2 separate regions of the Sus scrofa genome follow, and region 1 is linked to region 2. The links are chromatin contacts, called in public Hi-C maps. All regions are on one chromosome and are shown on one strand. The core of a region is the stretch at or near the end of the contact, and the rest is flanking DNA. Distances in the headings are between cores, read along the strand shown.

Region 1 (5,072 bases), core at 1,930-4,429, 79 kb after region 2:
ACAGAGGCTGGAAGGGTCTCCTGGGGCTGGTGCACCCTGAGGTCTGTGTGAGGAGCGGATGGAGGATGCTCGGGTCAGGGGGTGGGGATGAGGGGGACGTTGGCTCTACTCTCTTTAACTTGGCTTCCTGGACTCTGGTCACCGGAGGCAGCCCCTTCACCCTGCATTGCTCTATTTTCTTTAGTCTCTGATGGTTTTCCATTCCCTTGCATCTTAATGAATATATACCTTGAGATAAGGCAGAGTGTATTTGCCCAGTGGGCATCCGGGAGACCTCAGGAAGTGGTTTGGCATTGACCTGGGAGAGACCTGGAGGCCTCCCTGTCAATATCAGCCTTCTCTCTGTCTCTGAAGGTAAGTTACTGAGGAGGCCGCAGGGACAAAAAGAGCAGCACTGACTGCCTTTCCTTGTAGGTGGAGCTCCCGGCTCTGACGTCATCTTCTAGCCCCCTCGTTTTCTGAGCAGATCTTTTAACCTCTTTGAACTGTTGTTTCTTGGTGAAAATCGTAAGAGTCCCTTCTCTGGCTGTTGTAAGGATTAAAAGATTCAATACAGACAGTCCCCGACTTATGATGGCTTGACCTAGGATTTTTCATCTTTATGATTGTGTGAAAGCATTATGCATTCAGTAGAAAATGCACTTCCAGTCTTGAATTTGGATTTTTCTTGGTCTCGCGATGTGTGGTCCCATCCTCTCTCATGCCACTGGGCAGTGGCAGTGAGCATGGCTCCCGTCAGCCACACAATAACGAGGAGAAACAACTGATACACTTACAACCATTCCGGACCCAGCCAGACACTCTGTTTTTTACTTTCAGTACAATATTTGATCGATTATATGAGCTAGTCAACACTTTATTATGAAATAGGTTTGGTGTTAGATGATTTTGCTCAACCATAGACTGATTTAAGTGGGCTGAGCATGTGGAATGGGCTGGGCTGAGCTGTGATGTTTGGTAGATGGGGTGTATTAAGTGCATTTTGACTGAAGATATTTTCAGTTTACTATAACCCCATCGTAAGTCTAGGAAGACCTGTGTGTACAAAGTTCCTAGCTTAGCTCCTGGAGTTTAATGGGCACATGAGAAACCTGCCAATTCCCATCAGTGGAAAATTTTGCCCAAGGGAAGCTTTAATTACAGTTCCTTTCTCTCTCTCCCAATTCAAGGATTTGCTTCCAAGACAATTAACAGGCCACAGAATTCTGCCACCTCGCAGCCGCTGGTGGCCAACAGACTCTGGTACTGACAGCTCTCAAAGCTGGGACAGGTAGGCAGGGACCAGCGTGTGGCTCCACGGTGTCCAGGGCTATACAAAACGTGCAGAAATATTTACTGTGCACAGAGTCACCCCAGCGTGGTGGGGCTTAGCAGGAAATCCAAGAAGCAAGATGGCTTTGGCATCACCTGCTCCTAGCCTGGCGGACCATATACCTTAATGGGAGGTATCATCGACAGACTGGGCAACCATTGCTTTAAAAATTAACAATAATTATCTCCCCTCCAACTCAGGAATAAATATCAGGTGGGACAGATCGGGTGTCAAACTTAGGCAATTAGAATGGGTCCCTGGTACCAGTTCCCTAAGTGTCCAGGTACCTATGTTCCTGGCGTGGATGCCTGGTGAGAAAGATGGGGAGGCACAGACGTATTTCAACACCAGCCAAGCACCTGGCATGAGCTTCAGCTCAATGCTGCAGGAGTATTATCTTTATTGCTGTTATTATTATTTCTCTTTTTCCGATAAGAAAATCCCTGGCTCAGAGAGGGGAGTAACATGCCTAAGGCGCTAGAGCTGTGAGAGGCAGAACCAGGGCTTGGCTCCTGGCTTCTTGCCCCCACAGGCATGGCACACGAATGTTCCAGCATCCTTTTGAAAGTTTCCTTGAGATGAGTCTCAAGGGGTCTCTTGATGGCTTCATGTGACAGTCAGAGGGAGGGGTTTCTTGCTGCTGAAGGCAGCCCAGATCCTGGGGTCTCTGTAAGTTTCCTCCAGAGATAGTTCATGGCAGCTTCTCTAGGGATACAAAGAAGAGAGGGCCAGATCCAGCGCCAAACAAGCAGCCAGGGGGACCAAGGCCATCACCAGGGTAGCCAAAATCCAGGCTATTGAGGATTTTCTGGAGGGATTCAAAGCCTCTCTTGAGTCCTATCCAGGGGCACAGAGGTAAAAACAACAGCAGCGCACACCGGAAGATTTCAGAGTCCAGAGGGGAGTCAGGCATGGGCTGCTGCCCTTCACTGGGAGGGCACGCCTTGGGGGTCCCCCGCATCCTCCAGGCAGTGTCCCTCCCAGCGAGCCCAGTATTTCTACACCTGGAAGGAAAGTCTGCTCAGACCATTGCAGGAGCCCAGGAGCAAAGCCTGTCTGGGGGGCCCAGAGGCTGGTGCCAAAACCCTTTAAGTCTCTTCCTTGTATCAAAGACCTGTCGTCCCTCCAACTCCTGGGCAGATCCTGATTTTTAGGTGGTGGGGCTGGTGGGGGAGGGTGGGGGAAGAGTCTGCATTTTCCTGGTGATTTTGATATGGGAGGTCCGTGGGCCATCATTTGAGAACTGCTGCTTTTCCTGCCAACACACCTTCCACTGTGCCTCCTTTGGCCCCATCAATACTTAAAGACATCTGTAGCCTCAGGGAACTTTCTAGAAAAAAAAGATTCCACACTGGAGTCAAGAAGAGTCTTCCTAGCCTCACGGTGGAGCTATAGGGGGTGTGTTCAGGCCCAGGGAGAGGACTGTTCATGCCACTCCGCCCAGGGAGCAGTCAGTGCCCCTACTAGGAAGAGTGTCCCTCTCCTGCCCCAGAGCCCAGACAGGGCGGCCTGGGCTAACCCGGGAATGGACGGGAATGGACAGGCACGTGCTCAGAGCAGGGCGGCTCCCTGCAGCCTGCTGGCCCTGAAGGGGCTAAGGATCTGCCTGGAACCCAGGATTCCAAGGAGTAACACGAGCACTGGGAAAACAGGGCCCTTTCTGGCTGGCGCTCTGGGCACCCCAGCTCTGGAGCTGCCCCCAGGGGGGGGCTGGGAAGAGGTTAGCCGGCACCCTCAGAATGAAGAGCGCACGCACGCACGCACGCACGCAGGGAGGAGAGATGGGTCTGCACTGCACAACACTTCTGAATGTTCTGGAAAGGAAAATAAAGTAAGTGCGTGAGGTAGTGACGGAGGTATTCAAAATATTTCCCTTTAAAGCTGGAGAACGCGTTCTTCCTCCTGCTTCCCTTTAGGCCCTTGTGGCTCTCCTCATCTTCCAGGGTTGTAACCACTGTCTCAGCAGTGACTCTAGAAAACTCCATTAGGCCCTTTCTTTAGGAAGGGAATTAATGACTTTGAAAATTTAGTGCTTTGTAAACACAGGAGGGAAAGCATTTCCCCCAGGCGCGCAGATTCCTTGGCAGCGAAGGGAGACTGGATGGGAAAGTAAATGTTTCCAGCCTGTCGAGAGGCCCCCACACCAAACACTGTCTGCTTCTTGTAAAGCCCGGCCCCACAGCGCTTCGGTGCTCAAAAATCCTGAAAAAGGAAGCCCGGAGAAAGCAAAAGAAACAGGAGCCACGGAGAACAAGACCGGTCTGATGAGCTGCAAAAAACCGAAAACCAAACCAAAACAAAACCGTCAGGCAAAACTTTCTAATGTCAATGCATAGTAAAAGTGTGTGTCCTTGGCGAGTCTAGCTTTTGACCTGAATTAGAGAAATCAGTTGTTTACACAGCCAAACCCACAGACTAATTACCGTCTTTGTTCTTTTGAACTTTTAGGCCTGGCCAGTGACATAAAATCCTTGGAAGTAAAAAAAACCTCACAGGACAAACATGCAGCAGTAAGCATGGGGATCAGGACGGCGGGCTGAATTGCTGGCATCCGTACAAGTTAGTAACACCAGGGGGAGGGGAGGTGGGGGAGAGGGTGGGGAGGGGGCTCGTTTGATAAAATAACGACATTCCAGGCGCTTTCCCAGAGAAGTTTCCTGGGCCTCCAAGTCTTTCTCCTTCAAAGCGGCCTTTCCCAGAAACTAGCCTTTTCCTGCCTCTTTATTCCCTCCTTGAGAAAACCACAGAAACATCATTTCAGCAAATCCTTGCATCTTTGAAAGTTGGCCAGTCCCATGTGGGGACCAGAGGATGAAGCTGCCAAGCCTACCCAGGGATTCACTCGTTCTCCCCCAGTGTTTTGGTTTGGTTGTGTGAACTCATTTATTCATTTAACAACAGTCTCAAGTGCTTCGGATTTGGGGGGGCGAGTCTTGGAGATTCAGGATTTGAGGCCTTCAAAGAGTGCCTCAATATTTGTCATAGCAACAACAGCTGAAAAAGTGTATTACTTTGGGGAGCACGACTTCTTTGAGTCAAACTGTCATGGCTTTCTCTTTGTTTCCTAATGTGTTTCTAAGGCTCCAGCCAAACTAGTGAACTGGAATTGCTGGGGGTCTTCCGGGCCTCGGAGCTCGGGATGACCCTTCCTGTTATTTTAACACCATTAGGAATTTAATAGGTCTTTGCCAAAAAGCCAGGAAACCATTTTTAATAGGATGGTAAGCCAATTTAAAATTAAAAAAAAAAAAAAAAAAGAATGCCGCCTAAGTCCTCTGAGAAGTTGAGTACACTTTCTTGATGTTCGAAAAATCAGAAAAATTAGGCTTTGTGGATTGCATAAAAAAGAGAAAAGTCCAGAAAATGCAACTTGGAGGTGCCCAAATCAAACCAAGCTTAAGCAAAATTCAAGGTGCTGGTGAGCAGGTAGTATTGGAAAATGTCACCACTCAGGCAGGCTGGCAGAGAATCTTAAAATCCTCTGTTCTCGCAAGGGATTACAGACTACAAATACTCAGGACCCTTTGACTTAACGCTATGCCACAGAAAGAATGCATCAGATGTCTATTTTATTTTATTTGCATTTTACTCTGTTTCACAAAGAATTTAAGGGAGTTTACAATGGAGACACAAAATACGTTTAATATATAACTGAAAATAGGAGCAAGAGAAAAAGAAAAGATAAGGGTGGTGACATAGAGCGGAGCCAAGAGTGAAGTGAGGAAAAAAATAAAAAGTACGCTGTGAGGCTTATCTTAGA
Region 2 (4,925 bases), core at 1,630-4,129:
CCTTGCCTTGGACACAGGTGATCGAAGGGCAAGGGTAGTTTCACGTTGAAGGGCTCGGTGAAGACTCTGCTAGGGGAATATAAACGAGATCAGGACTTATCTGACATTGGAAAGGACACTGAGAGGACCAATGGTCAAAGTCCAGCTCAGTGAGAAAGCTACTTTGGAGCGGAATGAGGACCGGCTCTTGGCAAAGCAGTTGCGCCCAGACTCAGAAACAGAAGGAAATGCATAACAAAAGGAGGTGACAGGAGAGAGGGAGGTTAGAGAGAGGGCAGCAGAAGGGCTGAGATGACAACAGTTTTTCCGGAATATAGAACAGAGGAGCCGCGTCAGGACGCCTCCACACCGAGTTCAACACTCATATCCCTGATTAAAGGCCACAAGCATCTTTGTACTTCCTGTGAGCTGTCCCAAGTGTCTGGAACCAGATAACAGCACCCCTCCAATGCTGTCTAAGCACGTTCTTTTCCTATAATCACTCTACATAGCATTTCATCATCTTTATTGATTTGCCTTAATATAATACACATATAAGAATATCTTCCCTTTTTAAACATTTGCGTTTCTTTAATTGCTTTAGAGGCTTTGCATTTTATTCCTTGGTGATTTACTCTGCCAATAAACATGTAATCCTACCGTGAGCATGTTTTATTTGTGTAATAAACCAAAATAGAAAATAAAGAATCTGCTGGTTATGAATTAGATGTATCGATAGGTACCGGGAGGAGAGGCGAATGGATGAGGTCCCTTTTCTTGAGCAACTTGCAGTTTGGTTGGGGAGACTGGGCATGTTCATGAAAAGGATTAAAGTAATAAAAGTGTTTATTAAATGCCATATGAGTGCCACAGGACACAGATGCCAGAGGGGTTTCACGCAGGGAGAGGTCAAGACTAACACAGGTGATAAGAATAGATAAATTTATTGCATTCATTTAAAATCCCCCTTGCACGGCAGGGTGTGTCTTTGGGGAGAGGGGATGGAAGCTGTGACTGGCCTGGCTTCTCAGGCTGGTTCCCAGGGAGACTGAGGAAGGGGAGGTCGTGGAGGAGAGGACAGTGGGCCTGAAGGGGGAAATGGTCACCGTAGGCCACCTCCTCTCCTTTACAAGCCATTCCCACGGGTGTGCCCATTCAGCATCTTTTTGGAGCTAGTCCAGGAGAAGGAAAGCAGGAAGGAAGCTTCAGCAGAAAGATCCAAAGAGAAGTGTACTTTACATGCATGGCATTGTTTTTCTGTCTTTCCATATGGAGTGTGTCCTAAAAAAGCTCATTTCTCTGACAACGGTTCTAAAAGGAGGAAAAGTCCTTTGTAGCAGACTTAAGCATTCTCTCATTCCTCAGCCATGAGTGTGTACTAGTGTCAAGCCCTGTTCTAGGTGCCACCTGGAGCGACCCCGGCTTTTGTCTCGCAACAAGCATGGTGGTTAACTCTTCCCTGAGGTCTCAACCATTTTTTTTTAAAGGAGGCATTTTCCTCAACCTGGGTCTGCTGGCCTTTCAGAGACGCTAAATTCCCTTTTGCAAGTCAGACTGGGGTTAATGGCTCTTTTTTGCCGCCTCTGAGGGCTCTCCTGCAAGTGCTGAGCAGACAGTTTGAAAAGCTCACTTCTGTCTCATCTGTGTGTGTGTGTGTCCCCACTGGAGCCCGAGGGAGGAAGGAGGGAAACCTCAGAAGAGCTGGCCCCAAAGTAACAGCAGTAACAGTAACCTGTCTGGCTGTAAAGCCAGGGCAGGAGGAGAAAAGCCCAGGTTTTGAGACAGAATGAGGAAAAGAGGGGGAACAGAACAAATGAACATGAGCAGGCCCCCAGGAAGGGAAGGAGAGGTGGATGAGCAGATGGGGAGAAGTGGCTCCAGAAACTGGGAAAAAACCCACCTTCTGCAAGAGAAGGAGGCACTGAAAGAGAGCAGAAGGAAATGGAAACCAGCCTCGGCCTCGGGTGGGAGCTGGCAAGGACCAGATTACTCATCTTACACATCAGGAAACTGAGGCCGGGAAGGCAGAAGTGGTTTGTGCAAGGGTGGATCCTGGAAAGAATCATCTGCTTTCTCTCACCTCCCCTTCTGAGGTGAGCCAGTCCTGCCCCACCTGCTGCTTGGAAACCCCACGCAGACGCACCTGGGTGGCCGTAAGCACAGGAGGGTCCTGCGTGCAGTTTGAGTCTTGATTCCAGGTCAGAGAAGGGAAGGTCTTTGAGATCCCTGCCCTCCTTCTGGTTATCTGCCTCAGAGCTGCAGGTGGGGCATCTGCGGTGGATGCCGCGCCTCCAGACAAAAATCCCGGAGGATGTAAAGCCGGTTGTGAACCGGTGCATGGGCAACAGCTGTTGTGTGCGGAGCTGGGGGCCCTGCGGTTATGCCAGTAGGTACTGAAACTCTTTAAAGACCCGCAAGTCTGTTCTCCAGACTTTCTATGTAGCATCCTCACAGGAGACCTCATAGATAAGGAAAGACGCTCCTGCCTTTCTGCACAAGAACACCCTCCGGGTTGGGGTTTGCGGCTCCCCACTGCGCATGCTCACCGGTTTTTTTAGCTCCATCTTTGTAATGACTTCATAGTACCGTTATAGGTGCACCTGGAACCTTAGCCGGCTCAGCCTGGATTTCAGTTATGGGGACCTCTGTCTGCTTACTCACTGGATTGGTTATTTTCCGAGGTCAGGAGGTCCCAGTCCTGTTCATATCTGTACATTGCACAAATATTCAATGCTTTGAAATTTGAAACCAGCTGGCAGTGCAGGAAGGTTGGGGATCAGCTCTCTCAGAGTTCTGAAGGGTGGAAAGAAGAGGAATTTGATTGCCGGCAATGGAAGGTTATTCTAAGAAAGGGTGTGACAGGAAAGACAAATATAACTGGTAGAGTGGAGAGTGAGTGGGAGGAGAGAAAGTGGAAGTGGAAGAGAGGGCGGGCAGTGCCAGTGTGAGCAGAGGAAGGGGAAGGAAGTGGAGACTGCCCACAGGGCAGCCGGGGCTCCAGACTCAACCCTGCCCCAAGTGCCTGCCTGCTGTGGACCCACAAAACCTCAGCCTCAGACCTTCCTGTCTTTTACCTTTTGTTCTAACACTGGCTCATTGAAAAAGATCTTTTGCTTAATTTCCACCAACACTCTGATTTCGTACATTTGGCAAAAAGAGTTCATGGCCTTTGCATTGCCGTCCTGCTAAGATGAAAATAAATATACCAATTTAAACCATTTTAATGTTTTTTTTTGTTTTGTTTTGTTTTGTTTTACTTTTAAGGGCCGCACTTGCGGCATGTGGAGGTTCCCAGGTCCAATCGGAAGCTATAGCTGTCAGCCTATGCCACACCACAGCAACACAGGATCTGAGCTGTGTCTGCGACCTACAGTGCAGCTCACAGCAACGCAGGATCCTTAACCCACTGAGCGAGGCCAGGGATCAGACCCGCAACCTTATGATTCCTAGTCAGATTCGTTTCTTTTTTTTTTTTTTTTTTTTTGTCTTTTTGTCTTTGTTGTTGTTGTTGTTGTTGTTGCTATTTCTTGGGCCGCTCCCACGGCATATGGAGGTTCCCAGGCTAGGGGTTGAATCGGAGCTGTAGCCACCGGCCTACGCCAGAGCCACAGCAACGCGGGATCCGAGCCGCGTCTGCAACCTACACCACAGCTCACGGCAACGCCGGATCGTTAACCCACTGAGCAAGGGCAGGGACCGAACCCGCAACCTCATGGTTCCTAGTCGGATTCGTTAACCACTGCGCCACGACGGGAACTCCCAGATTTGTTTCTGCTGTGCCATGACGGGAACTCCATGAAATCATTTTTATTTCTTGAAAAAGTTAATTGTAGAATTTAAAAACTCCCATGATCCTTCTGGCTCTAACATCATTCTTGGCTCTTAGGGATGAAGTTTGCAATTTGATGCAAAATAACCATGATGTACATGGGTGTATGGGTCTAGTTACCCAGCCATGTATGTGGGTAATGAGGTTTCTTATCATTACATCTTTCCCTGCCCTGTGTTTCTGCCTTCACAGCCTTTAAATGTGCTGGGTTTGGCAACCATAGTCCGAATCTGGTTTCTCAGGAGTTTGGGGTAGGAATGAACTGGCACTTGGCTCTTGACTCTGTGATAGGGCTCTGGGCTGGCTTCCTGGGAAAATGTTGCTGTAGCCTCTGGGCCAGAGGTGCCTGGGGTGCCAGCTGCCACCACTTGCTCTTCCCTTGGCTTGAACCCCATCTAGAAACCTGAACATTTCCTTTGACATCTTATAAAGTCAGTGAGCTTCGTTTGTCAAGATAGGTCCTAGGGAAGTTTTCTTGAAAGTAAAGAGTCCATGAACTCTCCTTCTCAGGGAAACACAAAAAGTGGTGGCCACCCTTAGCACCCCAGGTAGCTGCTCTCTCCTCCCCCATCTGATGTGCAGTGTGTTGAGTTCTCCTCAAGATGGCCCTGGGGGCTGAGACACACAGTTCTCTGCGACCCCCTGGATGCTGGTGAGAAGCCTCAGGTCCACATTCTCATCCTCTTACCCCCAGCCCCCAGTCTCCAACCCCCACCCCATCCCCTGTCTCCTCCCTCACCCCACCCCCATCTCCTCCCCCACCCCACCCTCCAGTCTGCCCCCGACCCCATCCCCCAGTCTCCACTCCACTCTATTCCCCAGGCTCCACCCCCATTCTCCTCCCCCAATTCTATCCCCAGTCTCCTCCCCCCACGGTACCCGCCCAGTCTACTCCCCTCACCCCCGCCCCCGCCTGCCAGGCCCGCCATTCTTATTCTCCAGCCCCATTTCAGAGAAGAGCTTCCCTCTTCTGCTGGGCTTCTCCTCTCTATGGACAGTCAGTGGCTTCTGTTTGTCCAGAGAGCCCGTCACAGGAGGATGCAGCTGAGCCCTGACACCGGCTGGGCCCCACCTCCTGATTGGACATCATTTTCCTGTGCGAAGGCTTCCTGCTGGT

Evidence for each region. Hi-C and Micro-C count contacts between places; a contact is called where the count stands out from the background.
Region 1: a contact with region 2 is called in a Hi-C map of fetal skeletal muscle, with 2.5 times the contacts expected there. The contact joins two enhancer-like sites. A contact is called at or near these places in 3 of 5 promoter capture datasets (fetal liver, fetal skeletal muscle and liver), 22 of 47 Hi-C or Micro-C datasets (adipose tissue, alveolar macrophages, blood and 14 more) and 2 of 2 datasets of contacts at active chromatin or transcription factors (alveolar macrophages and skeletal muscle).

Annotation. Positions count from the first base shown.
Region 1 is chr11:7,462,837-7,467,908 of Sscrofa11.1, forward strand. No RefSeq gene overlaps it. Among named protein-coding and RNA genes, the nearest start is that of ALOX5AP, 54 kb to the left of the region's middle. Within about 2 kb of position 3,180, at least 32 of the 83 cell types and tissues checked have an H3K27ac peak or open chromatin away from gene starts, as enhancers often do. A contact at or near this core is called in fetal skeletal muscle, omental adipose tissue and skeletal muscle, where this site is marked.
Region 2 is chr11:7,384,617-7,389,541 of Sscrofa11.1, forward strand. It overlaps a transcript of ALOX5AP not described here. Among named protein-coding and RNA genes, the nearest start is that of TRNAN-GUU, 16 kb to the left of the region's middle. Within about 2 kb of position 2,880, at least 17 of the 83 cell types and tissues checked have an H3K27ac peak or open chromatin away from gene starts, as enhancers often do. A contact at or near this core is called in fetal skeletal muscle, omental adipose tissue and skeletal muscle, where this site is marked.